Linked DNA regions of Sus scrofa: regions 2, 3 and 4 are each linked to region 1. The links are chromatin contacts, called in public Hi-C and HiChIP or PLAC-seq maps. All regions are on one chromosome and are shown on one strand. The core of a region is the stretch at or near the end of the contact, and the rest is flanking DNA. Distances in the headings are between cores, read along the strand shown. Region 1 holds the start of DNM1L (dynamin-1-like protein). Region 2 holds the start of ETFBKMT (electron transfer flavoprotein beta subunit lysine methyltransferase). Region 3 holds the start of AMN1 (protein AMN1 homolog). Region 4 holds the start of KIAA1551 (KIAA1551 ortholog).

Region 1 (3,269 bases), core at 356-2,855:
AAATGAATCCAACTAGTAACCATGAGGTTGCAGATTCAACCCATGGCCTCCCTCAGTGGGTTAAGGATCTGGCACTGCCCTGAGCTGTGGTGTAGGTCGCAGACACAGCTTGGATCTGGCGTTGCCATGGCTGTGCCGTAGGCTGTTGGCTACAGCTCTGATTAGACCCCTAGCCTGAGAACATCCATATGCTGCGGGTGTGGCTCTAAAAAGCAAAAACAACAACAAAAAAAGAATTAGAAGAAATGTTCCTGAGACTTGATGCCAGAAACACCACTAGTGGACCTTTAGGTCTTCGCTTAGATGATATTTAATTCATTTGTTCAAAGTATTTATTAAGTACCATGTGTCCTGCTGAACAAATCAAGCATGCCCTTCCCCGGGGCTACCGTGTATGGCTGTGCAGGTTAGGGGTACCTAAAGTTCTATTAACCACTGAAGCACAACTTCCACTACTGGAGGTGGTCCTTGCTCTAAAGGAGATTATATCTAGTGACTTTTAGGAAGTCTTGCATGAACTTTCACTTCCCCTTCGGGCTAGAAAAAGTATTTCATAATACCCAGTTAAAGCACTTAACCTATTTGTCTATAATGGCATCACCCTCTATTAGACTGTAAACTAAGAGGGTACTACGATTGGGAATATCCTGTTTGTCACCTTCCAGGGGCTACGGATGTATCAGTGAATTAAACAGTCAAAAGTCCTTGGTCTTTAGGAGCTAATAATCTAGAGGAGAGAGATAGTAAACAAGGTCAGTATGTAGCATATGTAGCATGTTAGATGGGGATACATGCTATGTAGAAAAATGAAGTGGGCAAGTAGTCTTTCTCCTCACCTACCTTGGGTCTTTGCTCCGATGTCACCTTTTTTTTTTTTTTTTTGAGAGAGGAAACTTCAAAGGTTTACAATAAATGAGAGATACCTGTTTTACAAGAAAAACATTTAGGAATAGAACAGAAGACACTTAGCAAACAGCCAGTAAGGCAGGTATCAGATCTCCACTTTGCTAAGAATCAGGCCACAGTGAATAAAGATTTATACAGAATATAGAGAATGAGAGCTCAGCCCTTCCCCTCTAAAACTCTGACACTTTCAGATTCTTTCTGAATACATTTCAACAAATATCCTGGAGAATCCTTGTGTTCCAACCTGGTCTGGGGTATCTGAGGCTAAGAGCTATTCTTTAAGCCTTTCAAATCCTCCCTCCCCCCAACACACACACACACACACACACACACACACACACACACACACACACACACACACACACACACGAAAAAGCATCCTTATTAGGAAAAGACGTGCTGGATAAACAAGAGACTCAGCTATACTTAGTACGTATTCGTGCCCGGAATTTTCACACCCATTTTGCTCCGAGGACAGGCATAAATATATCTCTTCCTGCCGACTCTCTGAGCCTAGCTCCCTAATCTTTTGACAGAAGTCAGCCAAGCATCCTGGCCCCAAGGGCCCTTCTCTCCCAGCTCAAGTCCCTCCAGCTTCGCGCAGCGTTCTGGAAGTTGTAGGCTCCAGCAGTCCTCCGTGATAGAACTACAACTCCCGGCAGCCTTTGTTTCTCTGCACCGCCCCCTTGGCGCATTGTCTGTCGGGAGGGGGCAGGTAGCTGGCGGGCGGGGTCCAATGGGTGCCGGCTCCGGAGGAGAGGGCGGAGGAGAGGAGGAAGGAGGACTCTGGGCCCCGGCCCCATTCATTGCCGCGGCCGGCCGGGCGGGGGTCCCGTGTTTTCCGAGTCATGGAGGCACTAATTCCTGTTATCAACAAGCTGCAGGACGTCTTCAACACTGTGGGCGCTGACATCATCCAGTTGCCTCAGATCGTAGTGGTGGGAACGCAGGTGAGGGACGAAGGCGGCCTCTGCCCAGGCCAGAACCTGGGGTACGGGCCTGGACGGGGCTGCGGCAGCGCTGGCTCCCAGGCTGGCCTTCGCGGCCTGTGCCGCCGCGCCTGGGCACCCGGGGCTGCAGTGCCCCAGGGCTTGGAGTCCAGGGCCTGGCCGGGAGGCGAGGGGCGGAGCCGGCGCGGCGGGTCCCGCGGGTCTCGGGGGCGGGATGGGGGAGGGACGGACCTGCAGGCGGAACTGGAGTCAGCGGGGACCGGGCGCGGCTTCGCCCGCGGGCCGCTGCTTCCAAGGGCACCTGGGGGACGCGCGGGGCACGCGAGGCCACATTGTGCACGCGGGACCTGGCAGTCCCTTGTGGTTTGGTTTCAGGGCGTTGGGGTATTTCCCTCCCTCAGGGGCTGTGGAGTCAGTTTTGGAACCGCGGGGCCCGGACCGAGAAGGCCGTTTGTGTGGCACCTGAGTGTTTTCTTGCAGTGTAATTCAGGTTTCCAGAAGCAGTTAAAAACAAACAAACAGAAAGACCCAAACCAACTTGTACTTGGAGTTTGTGGGTATTAGGAAGGGTTATCCCGTTTTTCTGCGTAGGCTGTGTGGTTTTTGTCTTCCATCTAAATTGAGCATCAAGGTTCTCTGGTCTTTTGATGTTGTTTTTCTTATAGATAGCACATTTTTACATGCAGAAATGTTGAGGAAATAAATGCTATTTCTAGAATGCCAGAGAAGTGTATGTTTCATTTTCTCTGCCTCCTGCTTTTCTTGGTTGAAGAGAAATCAACTATAGGCCGTTTTTATTGGGGAAACGCATTTTAAGAGCTTACTGTATTAAGTGCTTTCATTTTTTAATGATTTTTCTATTGGGAAGGGGACAGTTTCCTCTCTTTCTAGGAGGTGCATCGCTACATCTTGCTACAATTTAAAAATATACAGTATACATATTTTGAGAGGAAATTTAATGTTCAAAATATAATGGGGTATGTCCAGACACTGGAAACCTTGGAAACCATAGCCATCCTTTGTAAGGTGGCTGTGTGTGGGGGGTTTTTAGGTAGTTAAATAGTAGAAATTATTTCAGGAACAAATTTACTTCGTTGACATTCTGCTGAATCCTGCCTACACATTGTAGTCTTTATAAATTATTATAAATTATAAAGATGTTAATGTTTATAGTGACCAGAGAATGAATCATCAGCCTAATTATGAGAAATGTTTTAAGTATATTTTGTTCATTACTTTGTTCCTATCCCTAGCCTGGAACAGTCTGGAGTATGTAGTAGGTGCTCCATAAATACTTTGAATGCGTTGCTAGATAGTATTTATTTTATTTTATTTTACTTTGCTTTACTTTCCTTATTTTATTTTATTTATTTATTTTGGGCTTCTCCTATGGCATATGGAAGTTCCTGGGCT
Region 2 (3,269 bases), core at 301-2,800, 940 kb before region 1:
GATCCCTGGCCTCACTCAGTGGGTATGGGATCAGGTGTTGCCATCAGCTTTGGTGTAGGTCGAAGACACAGCTTGGATCCCTCACTGCTGTGGCTGTGATGGGCTTATAGTCTGTTTCTTTGGGATTATTTTAAGAATGTAAAGCCTTTTTCTGGACTATGGAATGAAAGTTTCAGAGACAACAATTTAAGCTGCACTACAGAGAATGGGCTAGAGGAAAGCAGGATTGCAGAGACCAGTTATGGGAATTCAGGCAAGCAATCATAAAGTGAAACTAAGGCAATAGCAAGAGAGATGGAAAGAAGCAGATCAATTTAAAAACTATCAGTGGGATAGAATACAGAAGCTAGTTAAAAACAACACTTCTCTCTTTTTTTTAACAGCCATACCTGCAGCATATGGAAGTTCCCAGCCAGGAGTAAATTGAAGCTGCAGCTGCATCCCTGTGCCCCACACTGTAACACCCCACCTCAGCGATGTATGCTACCTACACTGCAGCTTGTAACAACGCAGGATCCTTAACCTACTGAGCCAGCCATGGAACCTCCATCCTCATGGATACTACTCTGGTTCTTAACCTGCTGAGCCACAATGGAAACTCAAAAAACAACATTTCTTAGGCAAACTAATCTTTAATGTCTGTTAAGAATTATTAACAGGGAGTTCCCATCGTGGTGCAGTGGAAACAAATCCCACTAGGAACCATGGTTTGATCCCTGGCCTCGCTCAGTGGGTTAAGGATCTGGCGCTTCGGTGAGCTGTGATGTAGGTCCTAGAAGCTGCTCAGATCCTGTGTTGCTGTGACTCTGGTGTAGGCCGGAGCTGTAGCTCTCACTGGACTCCTAGCCTGGGAACCTCCAAATGCCAAGGGTGCAGCCCTAAAAAGCAAAAAAATAAAAAATAAAGAATTATTAACAGCAAGAGAATCAGAGAGTACTATCGAAATAAACTGTAATTAAGAAAATTAAAAAGATTGTGCATGCATGAAATTATAACAGGGAGGACATTATGATTTAATCACAGTTGAGCATAAGCGTCATTATTATTATTATTATTGTCTTTTTGCGTTTTCTTGAGGCGCTCCCGCGGCATATGGAGGTTCCCAGGCTAGGGGTCTAATCAGAGCTGCAGCCACTGGCCTAAGCCACAGCCACAGCAACGCAGGATCTGAGCCGCATCTGCCACCCACACTACAGCTCACGGCAACACCAGATCCTTAACCCACTGAGCAAGGCCAGGGATCGAACCCTCAATCTCATGGTTCCTAGTTGGATTGGTTAACCACTGAGCCACGACGGGAACTCCAAAAGTAAGCGTCATTATTAAAGGTTTATTAAAGGTCTATTTTGCTCACCATTCTATGCCCAGTGTTTAGGAGTGTGACTGGCATGAAGCAGATGCTCCAGGGCTTCAAAGTGGATCTTCAAGAAATCAGTATTTGTAGCTCCCCTATTTCCCAAGGGAGGTCTGAAAGCCCGGTGGTTTCGAACTTCCTGTCCCTTTAAGAAGGGCAGGCGAAAGGAGAAAAGGCGCTGCCGGGAAGGAGGGCGGAGCCTGGGCTGGGCTGGGCTGGGCTGGGCGCCGGCTTGGCTGAGGAAGCTGGACCCCGCTTGCAGTCATAAAGAAGGTGCAAAAAGACGGGCAGAGGAGAGTGACAGACGTGCCCAGTGCTTAGCTTCCTGAGGCGGTGTTAGCACAGCCGGGTAAGGAGAGGAGAACTGTGCCTGCCCCTTTAAGGTTGACTCTCTCCTTGGAGGGAAATCACGTGCTAATACTTTTGGACCCGTCTTTTTAACCCGTCTTCTTTCCTTAGCAATCATTCCACGTACCAAGTGTCCAGCACATAATCACATATTCATAAGGGGTGCTGTTTCATTGGTGCTGGCTTGGGAGGGAGCGACATCGGTCTGGATGAAATGGTGTCCACAATCTCCTATTTGATTTCTTTTTAAACCTTGGACTTTTGGGATTCAAGGGCTGACCCGGTCGGTCCTCACAGGATTAGTCCAATGAGGTCAGCCTAGACCCTGGGATTCCAAAAGCATAAACGTGGGCTAATTTTATTAATACCCACTGGAGGTCCATCCTGAGTTCACAAACTGGTCTGAGAGGCATTGTGGCCCGCCTGTGTCTTGATATTTTAATTAGTTGCCAGTTTATGTGCCAGTTTAAGTGAGAGTTTATGTGTAAATATCTGGATTATCTTGAGCGATTGGGAGATCAGCCCAGGAGTCCCTGGCTGGCAGCAGTTTGCGGCCCTTTTGGACTGTTTTGAAACAGTTTACAGTTTGCCACAGCCCCTCTGTTATCTAACAACAGCCTGGATCATACATCTATCACCAGCCCAGCCCTGGTAGGCATTTAAGCTTGGGGCCCCTACTCTAAATACTTGGGTGGATATAAGACTTTAAAATATTTACGCAGATTAGATCAGAGGTCTCAAACAACTGGGTGTATAATTTCTGTTTAAACTGCTCTTTCATTCCTGCTTATTCTTATCAAGGTGTCTTTTTATATTAAGTCCAGTTTTGGTAAAGATGACTCATCAGAGGTATTTACAGAAAGAGGTTTGGGAGCTGATATTCTTTTATTACAATTAAATCTAAAGGTTTTTTTTTTTTTTTTTTTTTTTTTTGCTTTTTAGAGCCACACCTAAGGCATGTGGAAGTTCCCAGGCTAGGGGTCAAATTGGAGCTTCAGTTGCCAGCCTATACCACAGCCACAGCAACTCAGGACCCGAGCCTCACCTGTGACCTACACCACAGCTCAGGGCAACGCTGGATCCTTAACCCACTGAGTGAGGCCAGGGAGCAAGCCTGCATGCTCATGGATCCTAGTCGGGTTCATTAACCATTGAGCCACGAAGCGAACTCCTCTATAGTTGTTTTTTTTTTTTTTTTTAATATTTTTTTTTTTAGGAAAAACCCTTGAATCTTTATTACATTGATGTTTTATGCTAGGACTATCTTTATTGTGCAGTCAGTATAATTTATCTCTACCCACAGTTAAAATTTGACAATCTGTACAACTTTTGGCTAGACTTCATAAAGGCAAGAACTATGTTTGCCCTGTTAATTGCTCTATTCCACCACTGGCATCTAAGCTTTCTGAAGAGAGGGACTTTTGTTTATTTTGTTCAAAGTTGCCAGGCAAAGTCCCTGCTTAAATGGAAGTGATTTATTAAATGTATGAAAGAACTTTAAAGGTATATCTTATTGTGTGTAACAGGCATGTTCCTGAGGATTCTCTCAAAAGCAAATGCTTGTATA
Region 3 (3,269 bases), core at 274-2,773, 880 kb before region 1:
GTCACAGCTGCAGCTATGGCACCAGTCGCAGCAACAGCAGATCCAAACCATATCTGCAACCTACACCACAGCTTGTGGCAATGCCAGATCCAGGCATCGAACCAGCATCCTCATAGAGACGACGTTGGGTCCTTAACCTGCTGAACTATAATAGAAACTCCCTCTCAAGAGTTTTAAATGTCTTTAAATTGAGCAGCCACTCACATAGCAAATGAAATCCATCAGGATAAGACAGCTAAAAGAACTCAGTGATCCCACTGCCACTGCCTAGGGTGATTACGAAACTATCAGTAACAGCAGTTACCTGACCGTTCACCTCCATGACTACATCAAATGAGGTAGTGAGAGTAACACTATATTGGTTTACAGTATCAGCTTGCTAAGACAATGACCAGAAGTCGGGGATTTATTAAATAAAATAAAATGGAGACCAGGCTTGAAAATTCCCCAAACTGACCAAGCCAGTTAGGCCATGTAATCAAAACTGAACCTAGATTATTTCATGAACGTAAGTGAAATTTAGGTTATTTCTTATAAATGCCTCTGATAATCAACTTAAATAGTCTTCTTAAAATATCTGCATAAAATAAGCACTTTTAACCAATCCCCTGCCATCTGTAAACTCCCACTGCAATGACCATTGCAAAGGTTAAACAACCTTAACGTGCTCACCTCATAAATCACTGGGTAACTACATGTCTCTGTGCTTCTGGTTTCTCCGCCAATAAAATATATCAAGGAAAGCTCTCTTAATTTTAATACTAGGCAGCCTTCTAAACTTTTAATATGTTAAATTTAATCCTCACTACAATGTCATGAGATAGGTATACTAATATTGTAGGTCAAGAACTTGGGCACAGAGAGATGAAATTACTTTCCATGGTTACACAGCTGGTGAACAGCAGAGCCAGGAACTGAACCCAGCAAGCGCAATCGAGAATTTGAGCGCTACAAAAAGGGAATCAATATTTATCCCCATTATAGTAACTGGGTGGAACTTTGCTGAAGGCTTCTGAGTACCCCATCTAATGTTTTGTTTTATCAAGGCTTTCAGCTCCCATCAGACAGGCCACTGCCAGGAACTCCCTGAGTGTGGAGCTGTCAAAGCTGAGTTCGGACACCTATAAAGGACAGACAGGCAAGCTCGCTAGGCAACCCTTTTGGCCTGACCTTCCTCAGTGAGGAGAGCACAAGTCTGGGATCCAGGAGTGGAAACACCTGCGGGGCCTTCTCAGCGGTCAGAGGCGGGAAGGGGGCGGGGAAGGAGAGCCGCGCGGGGCGGCGGGTGGTGCCGCGGCGGGGCGAAGGGAGGCGGGCCGGGGCCAACTCACAGGTCCAGGAGCTGACTGACCCGCTCCGGGGAGGGCATCGTAGCGGCCCTCGGGAACCTCTTCCACGGTTCCGGGGCCGCCGAAATCCAGCCAGAGACAGTCTGTCAACTCCCGCCCCCCGCGTGATGCGTGGCGGCCCCGCCTCTTCCGGTAGCGCGGCGCGGGCGCGCTCGCGCTGCAGGGGCAAAGCCGAGCCCCGCCCAAGGGGCGGAGCCTTGCGCGCGGCGCCCAAGGGGCGGAGCCTTGCGCGCGGCGCCCAAGGGGCGGAGCCTTGCGCGCGGCGCCCAAGGGGCGGAGCCTTGCGCGCGGCGCCCAAGGGGCGGAGCCTTGCGCGCGGCGCCCAAGGGGCGGAGCCTTGCGCGCGGCGCCCAAGGGGCGGAGCCTTGCGCGCGGCGCCCAAGGGGCGGAGCCTTGCGCGCGGCGCCCAAGGGGCGGAGCCTTGCGCGCGGCGCCCAAGGGGCGGAGCCTTGCGCGCGGCGCCCAAGGGGCGGAGCCTTGCGCGCGGCGCCCAAGGGGCGGAGCCTTGCGCGCGGCGCCCAAGGGGCGGAGCCTTGCGCGCGGCGCCCAAGGGGCGGAGCCTTGCGCGCGGCGCCCAAGGGGCGGAGCCTTGCGCGCGGCGCCCAAGGGGCGGAGCCTTGCGCGCGGCGCCCAAGGGGCGGAGCCTTGCGCGCGGCGCCCAAGGGGCGGAGCCTTGCGCGCGGCGCCCAAGGGGCGGAGCCTTGCGCGCGGCGCCCAAGGGGCGGAGCCTTGCGCGCGGCGCCCAAGGGGCGGAGCCTTGCGCGCGGCGCCCAAGGGGCGGAGCCTTGCGCGCGGCGCCCAAGGGGCGGAGCCTTGCGCGCGGCGCCCTAGCGGAGGCCGTATAAAATCGAGGGGAACCTAACCCTTCGGTAAGCGCTGTGGCGGTTATTGTTCTGTTGACGGTGTCCCCAACTCTGGTGGGTTCCAGAGTGGGCCAGGAGGGCGCGCAGCCTAGCCCAGTATCCTCCGAGCCGCGCGAGGTCACTGCTTTTACGTCCGATGCTGGGCCGTGCCTTTGGCGGGGTATGTCGGTGACCGCTGGGATACAGACTCCGTGACCGTCAGAGAGGTTTAGAGGATCTGAGAGTGACTGCCATTTACCTAGCACTTTCTCTAAAGCGCATACTGAGCTACGTGTTTTCCATAATTAACCACATTCATTTAATCCTGTAAAGTCGGAATTTTTTAGCATTTTTTTTACAGATGAGTGGCACTACATATGTACAAAATGCTCAGTAAGAATTTCATCCTGGCGGGGGTAGAAGAAGAGTTTGTGTTCCAATCAGAAAGGACTCCAAAGAAGGAGCCCTCTGGAAGTTCTCAGGTGGTCCAGTGATTAGGATTGGTTGTTCTCATGCTGTTACCTGGGTTCAATTCCTGGTTGGGGAATTGAGATGCTGCTTCAAGCCTGCCTAGTACGGCCAAGGCGGGGTGAGGAAGAGGCCCTCTTTCCCAGGTGGAGTTCTCTCTCCTTGGTTGAGCTGCAGAGTACTTGCTGCTTTTTGGTGCTTTTTCGTCTCTCTTCCCTTTGTAAACTTTTGATTGAAAGTTGCAACCCAATCTTTCTCATCTCTTCAGGATGCTGCTCATTCAGTCAGCACACACCAGGGTAGGGTGTGTGCTGAAAAAGGGTAGGGGTTATGCTCAGTGCTGAGGGTTCAATGGTGAACACTTGAACCAGACAAGTAAAAGAACAATCAGAATAACTAAAATGTGCTAAAATGGAGTTACTTCTCTGGGGAACACTCACATGAGGGTGGGGGAGGAGGTTACAGAAAAGGTACAGAAAAGAAAGGTAGTCTGTTAGGGACTGTAGATTATTCACAATGGGTACAGTGGGAGTGGTGATGTTACTGGAGTCTGCCCAGTGCACAGTGAGGTCAAATAATACTGAAGTCTGAGTTTGGAGTGGAGGAAAGT
Region 4 (3,269 bases), core at 420-2,919, 660 kb before region 1:
ACCTATATGTTCACTGACAGATGAACGGATTAAGATGATGTGAGATACATACATATATAATAGAATACTACTCAGCTGTAAAAAAGAACAAAATAATGCCATTTGCAACAGTGTGGATGGAACTAGAGACTCTCATACTTAGTAAAGTCAGAAAGAGAAAGACAAAAACCATTTGATATCACTTACATCTGGAATCTAGTATACAGCACAAAGGAACCTTTCCACAGAAAAGAAACTCATGACTTGGAGAACAGACTTATGGTTGCCAAGTGGGAGGGAGTGGGATGGACTGGGAATCTGGTGTTAATAGATGCAAACTATTGCATTTGGAATGGATAAACAAGGAGATCCTGCTGTATAGCCCTGGAAACTACATCTAGTCAGTTGTGATAGAGCATGATGGAGGATAACGTGAGAAAAAGAATGTATATACACACACACACACACACATATATATATATGTCTGACTGGGTGACTTTCTGTACAGTAGAAAATTGACAGAACACTTGTAAACCAACTATAATGGAAAAAAAATCATTAAAATAAATAAGTAAATTTATCAACAACAACAACAACAAAAGAAAATCAGAGGATGGTAACTCTTCCTCCCCTTCCCAGTGTCTGTGCTGGGAGCTGTCTGCCTTCCTGTAATGAAGACTTTTGTTTGCCTGTGTGTTCTCCAAGTTCATTCTTTGACTTCATGAATGAGAACCTGGATTCTAGTATCAGTAGTCTATTCTTCTTCTTTTTTTTTTTTTTTTTTGGTATTTTTGCCTTTTCTAGGGCCGCACCTGTGGCATATGGAGGTTCCAAGACTCCGGGTCTAATTGGAGCTGTAGCTGCCAGCCTACGCCAGAGCCACTGCAACTCGGGATCAGAGCCGTGTCTGCAGCCTACACCACAGCTCACAGCAACGCGCGATCCTTAACCCACTGAGCAAGGCCAGGGATTGAACCCAACCTTATGGTTCCTAGAGGATTCCTTAACCACTGAGCCACGACGGGAACTCCAGTGCTCTATTTCTTGAATGAGATCCAAGGGTACATCTTTTCCTGTTTGGACTTATAATTGACAATTTTTCCTATAATTTCCTATAATTTTTTCTATAATTAACATGGAGAGATACTTACTGCATGAGAGCTCCCTCTTCTGGCCTCCCAACTTCATTTTGGTGAGGTTTCCCTTCATTTTCACAACTTTCTCCTATCAAAATCCTCCTAGAAAAAGAGCCTATTACCTTTTTTTCAGAAGGGTCCTTTGCATTAATGGATGATCTCCCTTGTTAGAAACATACATTTTCAGCGCGGAGTTAGAATTACTGAATTGGCAGTTTTGCTGGTGATGCTCTTCAGTACCCTTTTAACAAGTCCTTCGCGAGATTCTAATGCAAGCTAAAGGCGGAGGGCCACTGCTGGAGAAGTTTTCTTCGTCAGATAACGTGAACATGTTTTGCAAGCTCGGGAGATGACTGGTGAGCCGGGATGGCCCGGACTCTACTTCATCTGAGTGGCACTAGGACCACAGCGCTGCGCGGGGGACCGGGTCTCTCAGCTGCCTTTGCGCACAGGGCGGAGTCCAGCTGTTCCGGGAGCCCGGCCTCCAGCTCGACACGCCCCTGGAGGCGGACCCGAGTTGACTTAAACTCCAGGGCCGCTCCGCAGACGCGTCCTCCCAGCTCGCTCTGGCTGGTTTATGCGCCCATCGGTAAGTGAGAGACCTGGTTCCCGGCCGCCACTCGTTCCTATTCTCTGGTCCTCGGCCGGGCGCGGGGCTCCGGGGGCCGAAGTGCCCAGGGGCGGGGGCTGGGCGCGCGGCGGGGAGCGCTTTTGTTCTGCGGCGGGGACTGGGTAGCAGTCGGGGCTGGTGGTGGCGGGGGAGACTTGGGCCTCGGCCCGCGGCTCGCGCGCCCCTCTGGCCACCGCCCAGAGCTCGGCTGGCCCGCCGGCCGCGGCCCGCTGCCCTCCCGCGGCGCGGGCGGCCTCGGAGCAGTAGAGGACGCCGAGCGCGACCGGGAGGGCGGCGCCTCGCCGGGTGTTTTCTGTGGATCACCTTACTCCTCATGGTAGAGGTAGCGGGTGGCGACCGCGAGGACGCATTTTCTTAAACTCCAAGATGATTGGTCAGGCTGGTGGATGTGAGAGTAGCTGATGTTTTTAATTGTTTCCTGTCTCCGGCTTGGAAAGAAATTTTTTGTTTTGTATGTGTTTCTCGAATGATCCTTTACTCCCCGCCCCCCATTATCCTGAACCTCCTAAAACTGAATTGCTCAGGTTACGTCTCCAAGTGGCCCGCGAACGCGATTATGCCGGGGATGCTTTCTGCTCCTGAGGAAGTTAGTTCCTCGAGGCATTTTTAAATGCATAAATGCGCACGGATTTTAAATGTTCTCCAGGGACTGGAATTGCCGAAGCAGATGTCCTTAGGGACCCGAGTTCAGCAGCAGGCTTTCAGGGAATCGTTTCAGTGAAAACAATTTATTTGTAATACTCTAAGTGCCTACTTTCGAAATAAAGAAACTTGCAGGTGATGTGAATGAGCCTGCGTGCATTTTAATAGGCGGGTCGCAGGGCTTGTTTGCGGATTTTCCCTGATTCACCTGTTCATTGTAAATCAATTGAAGTTTTATTGGATGTGAACATTTATGAATTAGTTACTTTTTGTTTTTGGGTTTTTTTCCCAGTGCGGCCGGATTCTCATTTACTAATCCAATGAAGAAAAGTGTTTTAGAATAAATAATAGGATAATAATGGGCCAGGAGGAGCGCACATAAATTCTCACTTAAAAAGTGAAGGTATTTTAGGGCAGACCTGGTTTCTTTGTTACTTTACCCTTTTAGAAAAAAAATCAGTAAACTTAGTGTGCTTTTGGTACAGCTTTAAGGAACACAGTTTTGCACAGTACTGTCCCATCGCTAATAAAAATACACGGTAAAACTTTTAGCGTGTATTTTTTATTGTAAGTTTAAGTGAGTTTTATATAAATAAAGTGTAAGTTTTATATTAAACTACAGTTATATAAAATGTTTCTTGCTGTCCCTAGGACCAAAGAAGTAAACACTGTATGCAGGTACTGACATGTTTGGAAGGAAATGGGAATATACAAAATAATGAAGGAGTAACTATTTAAAGGTAAGTGTGCCATCTCTGAGAAGTTTATTCTAATGTATCTGTTATGAAACAAAATTATTAATTAAATTGGATCAGCATTGGTTAAATGTTCAATTACAGGATACAGTGAGTTTCACAAAGCTTGAGAAGTAATGTTGGCGT

The links. Hi-C and Micro-C count contacts between places; a contact is called where the count stands out from the background. HiChIP or PLAC-seq counts read pairs in DNA pulled down with a chosen protein or histone mark.
Region 2: a Hi-C map of subcutaneous adipose tissue shows a contact between it and region 1, with 1.6 times the contacts expected there. The contact joins the promoter of ETFBKMT here to the promoter of DNM1L in region 1. A contact is called at or near these places in 1 of 5 promoter capture datasets (liver) and 4 of 47 Hi-C or Micro-C datasets (embryonic fibroblasts, omental adipose tissue, retroperitoneal adipose tissue and 1 more).
Region 3: a contact with region 1 is called in an H3K27ac HiChIP or PLAC-seq map of alveolar macrophages. The contact joins the promoter of AMN1 here to the promoter of DNM1L in region 1. A contact is called at or near these places in 1 of 5 promoter capture datasets (liver), 2 of 47 Hi-C or Micro-C datasets (heart right ventricle and liver) and 1 of 2 datasets of contacts at active chromatin or transcription factors (alveolar macrophages).
Region 4: a contact with region 1 is called in a Hi-C map of subcutaneous adipose tissue, with 1.6 times the contacts expected there. The contact joins the promoter of KIAA1551 here to the promoter of DNM1L in region 1. A contact is called at or near these places in 1 of 5 promoter capture datasets (liver), 1 of 47 Hi-C or Micro-C datasets (subcutaneous adipose tissue) and 1 of 2 datasets of contacts at active chromatin or transcription factors (alveolar macrophages).

What each region holds. Positions count from the first base shown.
Region 1 is chr5:41,634,394-41,637,662 of Sscrofa11.1, reverse strand. DNM1L (dynamin-1-like protein) reads left to right here and starts at 1,605. Exons shown (of 19, transcript XM_021092060.1): 1 at 1,605-1,856. The coding sequence starts at 1,755.
Region 2 is chr5:42,574,264-42,577,532 of Sscrofa11.1, reverse strand. ETFBKMT (electron transfer flavoprotein beta subunit lysine methyltransferase) reads left to right here and starts at 1,550. Exons shown (of 4, transcript XM_021092089.1): 1 at 1,550-1,703. It overlaps LOC110260715 (a long non-coding RNA gene), which reads right to left and starts at 1,483. Exons shown (of 3, transcript XR_002344057.1): 1 at 1,355-1,483.
Region 3 is chr5:42,516,820-42,520,088 of Sscrofa11.1, reverse strand. It overlaps AMN1 (protein AMN1 homolog), which reads right to left and starts at 1,523. Exons shown (of 7, transcript XM_021092088.1): 1 at 1,352-1,523.
Region 4 is chr5:42,297,892-42,301,160 of Sscrofa11.1, reverse strand. It overlaps KIAA1551 (KIAA1551 ortholog), which reads left to right and starts at 1,669. Exons shown (of 6, transcript NM_001243821.1): 1 at 1,669-1,704; 2 at 3,040-3,128. It overlaps LOC100511509 (a long non-coding RNA gene), which reads right to left and starts at 1,532. Exons shown (of 3, transcript XR_001308761.2): 1 at 1,131-1,532.